2 separate regions of the Sus scrofa genome follow, and region 1 is linked to region 2. Evidence: chromatin contacts called from public HiChIP or PLAC-seq data. All regions are on one chromosome and are shown on one strand. The core of a region is the stretch at or near the end of the contact, and the rest is flanking DNA. Distances in the headings are between cores, read along the strand shown. Region 1 has its middle 170 kb from the start of KITLG. Region 2 has its middle 330 kb from the start of KITLG.

Region 1 (3,580 bases), core at 641-3,140, 490 kb before region 2:
TTGTTCCGTGTGGGTTTTTAAACCATGTAATTGATGGACAAGTCAATTAGTACATTTTTCACTGCATTGAACATCCATAGGGCATATAGCAATGAAGTAAAGTTATAATGTCCAAATCAACACAGTACATTAATAAAACTGATAGAAATAAGCATAGTTATTTACTATAACTTGAATGTGCTGAAGAGTAAGAATGAGTTAAGAACCGTACTAGAACAATAATGAGCAGCCCCAAAAGGTATTAATCAGATCTTGTGTGCAACCCATTATAAGAGATATACTATACAGAATTAAAATAATAAATAAGGGAGTTCCTGTTGTGGCTCAGTGGAAGCAAATCTGACTAGCATCCATGAGGACACAGGTCCTATCCCTGGCCTTGCTCAGTGGGTTAAGGATCTGGTGTTGCCATAAGCTGTGGTGTAGGTCACAGACATGGCTTGGATTTAGCATGTCTGTGGCTGTGGCATAGGCCTGTGGTTACAGCTCCAATTCTACCCCTAGCCTGGGAACCTGCATATGCTGCGGATGCAGCCCTAAAAAGATTTTTAAAAAAAGATAATAAATAAGAAACAGTTTCTAACCCAAGTTGTTGGTAATACATTTGGAGGAACCAACTAAATGCAGAAAGTGCCCTGAAAATAATCATCAAATAAGGTGGAATTTTTCCTTCCCACCAATAGATCCAAGTCTCTCAATTCTAAAAACCAATACTGTATCTTCTCTTAACACTATAAATAATCCCAGTTATTATAATAAAGAGTACACCAAACAGAACTTAGGCTGGTCAAAAACAAAACAAAACAAAAACAATCCTAAATCACTCTTGTCTTTCCCACTTTGTTCTTCAGAAACTTGACTGTTAGAGTCAAGCAATTTCAATCCAATGCAGGTATTGCAGTGGCTAAAAGATTCATTTTAAATAACACACATACACATACAAATACACACAGATATAGTTACACACATACCTTACACACACACACACACAGTTATATTTATATTATTTACATTTTTTTCTCTGTTGATTCACATGTAATTAACTATAGTGGCATTACAGTTGGTCCTGTGAGTAAACTCCAGTTTTTCTCACTCAAAAATCAGTAAGAATCCTGAAGTATTACAATCAAGATAAGCATCTCTGTCCCAAGTCTGGTCTGTGTTACCTTTTCACTGTCCCATAACACATTCGCCCATGCTGTCTGTGTTGGGGTGTCCCCATTTTATTTTCTGATTTTAATTCTAAATGTGTCTCTATACTTTTTCTAAGTATAGCTTCTAAGACCTGCATCTTCATCAGTTAATTTTAATGAGAGCCTTGCTTTCTTCCTATGCCCTTTGCAAAATAGTAACTACTTTGTTTTCTAAATACAGCCACTGGCTCTAGCCTACTTCAGGATCAGCCCCCAAGCCTCCCTGGTTCCCGGTTCTTTCTTCCAGATCGCTGTTCTCCACTGTCCTTCCCTGCCACTGAGGCAACTGGGAAAGGGCTTTATTGAAAATATTTAATAGCCATTTTTTTAACAACAACAACAACAAATCATTTTCCATGTGGACTAGATCGAGCAAAGAGATATGGCCTGCACAAGCAGGAACAACACATCACATAGAAAAGGTAACTCCCTCTGGGAAAAATATCCAGATAGCCATGTGCTTTCACTGGAATTTCAAGACAAGAAAGGGCGGAACCCCAGCTCTTCTTTCATGTCTGTTCCTTTGTCTTACCACAGCATGTGCTGGACAAGAAAAGGAAGTTTGCTTTCTTCTTTGTTGTTGTTGTTGCTATTTTTGTTTTTCCAATGGGCAGCTTAGTTTTATTTCTGACGTAGAAGTCTAGGTGGTGAGTCAGGAGGAAATTTGATGTGAAAGGGGGTGTGAGCTAGCACACTGGCTGGGACATTCACAGCAGGTGGAGGGTCTGGAAGGATCTGCCAGCACCTGCTGTGCTGAGCTTTCAAACAAAGTGAGAGAGAAATTGACATTGATAAGGGCTTACAGAGCCAAGCACTCAAGGCGGACATCGTTGCCTTTCCACCCATCCGCCGTGGCCTTCCCAGTTCTTCTCTTGCTGCAGAGTCCTTCTCGTACAGGGAAATAAAAGGCTGAATACTCACTTCTCCCAGCTTTTCTTGCCGCTCAGACACAGGCATGTGAGTCAGTGCAGGCTAAGGGATGTTACTGGGCACTTGAGGAAGAATTTTCACGGATGAGAGAGATGCAAAGATAAATGGCCACCTTTTTGCTTTGGACATCGTCATAGAAAGACATGCTATCTGGAGCTCCTGCAGCCACAAGAACCACAGAGAAACTGCCCTAGATCTTTGACACCTTGGAGCCTGTGCACCCACCCCGGGAAGCCCTACTTCTGTGCTTTTTGAAAAATTAATCTCTTCCAGCAAATCCTTTGGCGTGGAGGGTGTGTCTCTGGCAGTCACAGGCATCCTAACTGAACAACACTCTGCCAGACCCTTGCAACATGACCTCTTGGGATGTTTATAATCATCCTGCCAGGGACGCATTGTCCCCCATTTGAGAGATGAGAAAACCGAGGCTCAGAACGATGAAAGACTTGTCCCGGACTCCAAACCTCTGAAGTACAAAAGCCAGGGTTTGAGTCTGTGAGCCTGTGCCTGGAGGATCAGTGCACCACTAATTCTCATTCACTTTCTGCCATTGTATCACATGCCCCTGCTTCTGCGGAACTGCAAATATTTGCCAGCTGAGTATTTGAAACTGGCAGGGAGGGTATAGACAGGTGTGTCTTTGTTCTGGATCACAGCAAGTATTTTAAGAAGCGAAGAGTTGAGCACAAAAGGCATGTTTATTTGTTGCATGACATTTTAAAAAATGAGAACATTGAGATGTTTCGAAGTAGAGTCAAAGGGCTGGGCATATATATCCTCAATTATAATTAAATATTGAGTAACAAATAGAAACTGAGCTTTGAATTTTTTTTTTTTTTTTTTTTTTTTGAAATGGCAAGTCACTTGTGAGAAACTAGAGGATGAGGACCAGAAGAGAGTGCTCTGGGGAAGATGGAGTGCTTGGTGGAAATTCTTAAAAGTCATGGAGTTCCAAAAAATACTTGACAAAGATTTAAAAAGCCGACTCTAGCAAATGCGTTCAAGTCCTTCCATTTAGAAAACTCACAGAATCCCTCTAAAATGGAAGAGAGATGAAGAACAAAAGGCAGAGCATGCTGTATTCTTCTTCTTAAATACTGCTTGACTTTTAAAAGGGGTTTCATTTGACAAATTATATGAGGCCCCGAGCAGTTAGAACCTGTTTGTTTGTGTGTCTACTAGTGGGCCCTTTTCTGGATATAATTTTGAAAAATGCAACCATCTCTTACCAGTTTCACGGTCTCGTTGCTCTCCCAGCTAAGGGGCCACTGTCCTTATTCGCCTGAATCCTGGGCCTCTTTTTCTTGCTCCAGACATATCTTACGGCATAGAATTTCTCCTCTGGGAATTTTTCTTCCTAAACCTTCTCTCTTATGCTTTCTTGGTAAATATAAACTAATGTGTTAATGGCATTTCAAAGTTAAATTTTTACATCATGCACATGTAGGAAGTAATGC
Region 2 (3,593 bases), core at 681-3,180:
TGGTAGAGACTGTCCATCCTGCAAAATCTTGAATATGCCCTACCTGTCTCTTCACGGAAAGGGCTTGCTGACCCCTGATACAGACTGTGGTTGACTTTGAATACTAAGAAGACACATTGAGTAAGATTCAGGTGCTGCCTTGAAGGTAGTGCTGAGCCCACGGGCAGTCTTCCTTTCAGAGAATACGGAGTTTACCTTTTAATAGGATAAGCTTAGTGGTTAGCGAACATGACTTGAGATCCACCTTATTTAGAAGATCTGCAACCTCAAGGAAGCTGCCAGAACAGAACACTGAGAAGTGAAAAATCAACTATCAATCTTGAGAGCACTTCAATAATATCTGAGATTTAATGATGCCTGAAAAGTAGGCCAAACTGCACACATGGCAAATGCTATTTTTGCCTAGCAATCTCCTCTTCACATTCAAGAGCAAACGATAGCCTCAGCAACTCTAGAAGCACAGTGGATATTCAAATGGTATATTTCATAACTGGCTCTCTTTATGACTAGGGGGTTCTCAAGGGATCATCTTACTATTCCCAGCATGCAGCACATTTCTTGGAATGACATGTAATAGATGCTCAATAAGTGCTTCTGAACCAAATTGAACTGAACGTAGAGGTTGAGGTTGGACAAAGATATTTACCTTGGCCTGAGTTGTTGTATTGACACCAAAGGAATCGAAGTCTTTGTTTCCACACTTAGGGAATAAATACTAATTTTCCCAGATTTTTTTCACTCCTTCCCACACTTTCCAAACTGATTGCTTTTTAAAGGTAATAAAAGCATATGTTTTTCAAATATTTACCGAGCACCTTCTCTGCGCAAGGCAATCCGTAGCAGCCATAATTCCTTCTGGTCACATGATATAATTATTTTTTCTTCTGTATTCCCTTGAGATCATTAAGATCTCCCTCTATGCTGAGGACAGGCAAGCCTGCCGTTGTTGACATGGCCAGATGAATGTGTCTAGGCTGAGAAGTAAGAGGCAGTCTTCACCAGAGGAATCAGGGTAAAACAGCAGTTGCCTTAAGTTGGCCAAGTGAAACATGCACCAGTTATTGACGGGCTAACCAGTTCAGATGAAAGCTTCTAATTATGGAATCATTAAGGCACACACTTTAGGAACATGGAAAAACCACGCGCCACGCAGTGTGCCCAGAAGCAGTCTTCCAGTTGTGTGGCTGTACTTAAACACAGTGCTCCTTTCTGAGGGCCTGCCATTTGTAATAGCCCTGAGATGAATCACGGTGAATTTATGAATGTGATTCTGCGTCACCCATTACACAAGCTCTCCCCTAGGGAAGTGAACCATCCTGAGAGCCACTTCTAATGAGCAGAAATTGTTACTGTCCCTTGCCACCAGCGCGGGGTGGGGGTGGGGGGAATGCATGCCTAGGGGGCGGGCGGGGAGCATGGATAATTTGGTTGTACAGAAATAGTGAGAAGGGTGAGAGATAGGCATCTGTTTTCAGCCCTCGTGGCCTAGGGAACCGTACTCCCAGTGCTCAAAGCCAGGATCCCTCTTAGGCAATAAATAATTCAAGAAGCCCCACAGCAAGTGTCTGGCAAGGAGGTCTGCTTCCTGAAAGCTGCCTCCTGGACTAATCTTGGAAAAGCCATGGATCACCCTGTAGCTCAGACAGGCAGGATTCCTGCTTTCCACCTCAGCATTGGGCCGAGGCTCTCAGCCAGGGTACATCAGGAGGAAACCAACACAATCCTGTCATTGTTTGTGTTATTTATAGCTTATTGTTTAAAAAAATTGGAAATGACTCCTTCTGTCAAACTTAAGATCTCACACATGAATCTGGCTGGCACTTGTACTGGAGCAGATTTCAAAAACAAATTTGATCTATTATACACTATGTGAAGGAAACGACAAACAGCAAAACCCCCTCCTTTCTGATAGTGTGCTTTCCTCTGTGTTCCTCCAGCATCTTCTCCTAACATTCACCCAGAGTAATTTTGGATGAGAGGCCAGCTGGCTTTCGGTTTCTGAATACCTCCCAGTTTTTCTGTGCAAAACCTTAGGAAGCAGAAGCTCAGATATCTCCTGTTTGCTTAATCTCTGATTTTATTCTGGTCTCTCTAATACGAAGACATTCATGGAAAAGATTAATAAAATGTGATCCATATATGATATACAAAATGCCATGTGTAATCTATAAAATGTCATCAGGTGCTACTTTATGATTATAGAGTAAGACACCCACACTGTCAGACCTCAGCCCGCAGCCCCTCAAAAGTCCTATCGTTTAGTGTATCTTTAGTCAGTAAAGACACTGGTAAAAGTGATGGGAAAGATGGATAGAGTGGGTGAAGTCAGTACTGACACGTGTATTTTAGTGTAAAATGTGTTTTCTGCAGACTTTAAAACTAAGGTCACTGACAAATAGTGAATACCAAGGGGCTCTTTCATTATTTACTATAGAATGGAAATGAGATCAGATTCCTTTGGGCCTTGCAATTGATTGTCCCCCTGAAACGTTTCTATAAATCTTCCAAGTGGACAGCAACTGTTCTTATCCTGTGTGCTGACTCTTCCAGACACTACCTGCAAAAGAACAAGCAGAAAATATCCTCCTATACTTTTTATTTACTGGTTCTGCCAAATGCTTATTTGCCTCTAGGGGGCATTTCTGAAGACTGCAAAGGCAAGTGTTTCAGCTCCTATGGTTGTCAAACCAGATGGCTCAGGAATAAGAACAAAAGAGAAGTAGTAAGAGAAAGGGAAGGTAAGACACTTTGATCAAGTCGGCTTTGATTGCTGTAAGCAGGAAAAAAAAGTCCAGCTGGTTTCTGAATTGAATTGGGAAATGAAAAAGATTGACTTTTAAAAATGATTTAAATTTTTTCATATAGCTAATTTTCCCAGATAGACAATCTCTGGCCTTTAACAGAGAACAAATGCCGTAAAAAATAAAGTAAGTATCATTTGAAAGACAACACTAAGGGTTGGTGCTATAACGACTACATTAATTCACTGAAGAGTGGGAAAGACTTAACCTTACCTGAGAGAGACATCTCCCATTTTCTCTTTCGGCTGAGCCCACAATGTGCAGAAGTTCCCAGGCCAGGGATCGAACCCCTGCCACGACAGTGACAGCACAGAATCCTTAACTGCTAGGCCACCAGGGAGCTCCAGACACCTCCCATTTTTAAGGTCAGAATTTATTTGGAAAAGAAGAAGAGTGTTGCAATACTCAGAAATTTTTGCAGAGCAAATGATATTCTTTTGAATGAGTTCTTCAAAACCCTGGTATCAGGATTATGATTTAGTGTTACTCCAACGTTAGTATCTTCAGGTTCGGTTGCCCAATATATCAATTAGCTCCATTGCATCCTCAGTCACTTTGAATGCCTTACTTTGTTCTTCTGTAATATACTTTATATTTCCATAGTGCCTTTTATCTCCCACAATAATGCAAACATCAATTAACTCAACCGCCCCACATCCCTCTGTGGGTAGAAGAGTCCTATTATCCTCATTTTGAAGCTGGAAAAAGACAGGTTTCCCGAGGTGAGGTGACGTGCCCAGCCAGCCAGTGGGAGAGGCAGAAATGACCCCAGTGCACAAAGCCTGGTCACCT

What was found. HiChIP or PLAC-seq counts read pairs in DNA pulled down with a chosen protein or histone mark.
Region 1: an H3K27ac HiChIP or PLAC-seq map of skeletal muscle shows a contact between it and region 2, with 12 times the contacts expected there. The contact joins two enhancer-like sites. A contact is called at or near these places in 1 of 47 Hi-C or Micro-C datasets (heart right ventricle) and 1 of 2 datasets of contacts at active chromatin or transcription factors (skeletal muscle).

The regions. Positions count from the first base shown.
Region 1 is chr5:94,181,766-94,185,345 of Sscrofa11.1, reverse strand. No RefSeq gene overlaps it. Among named protein-coding and RNA genes, the nearest start is that of KITLG, 170 kb to the right of the region's middle. Within about 2 kb of position 1,890, at least 2 of the 83 cell types and tissues checked have an H3K27ac peak or open chromatin away from gene starts, as enhancers often do. A contact at or near this core is called in skeletal muscle, where this site is marked.
Region 2 is chr5:93,687,963-93,691,555 of Sscrofa11.1, reverse strand. No RefSeq gene overlaps it. Among named protein-coding and RNA genes, the nearest start is that of KITLG, 330 kb to the left of the region's middle. Within about 2 kb of position 1,930, at least 18 of the 83 cell types and tissues checked have an H3K27ac peak or open chromatin away from gene starts, as enhancers often do. A contact at or near this core is called in skeletal muscle, where this site is marked.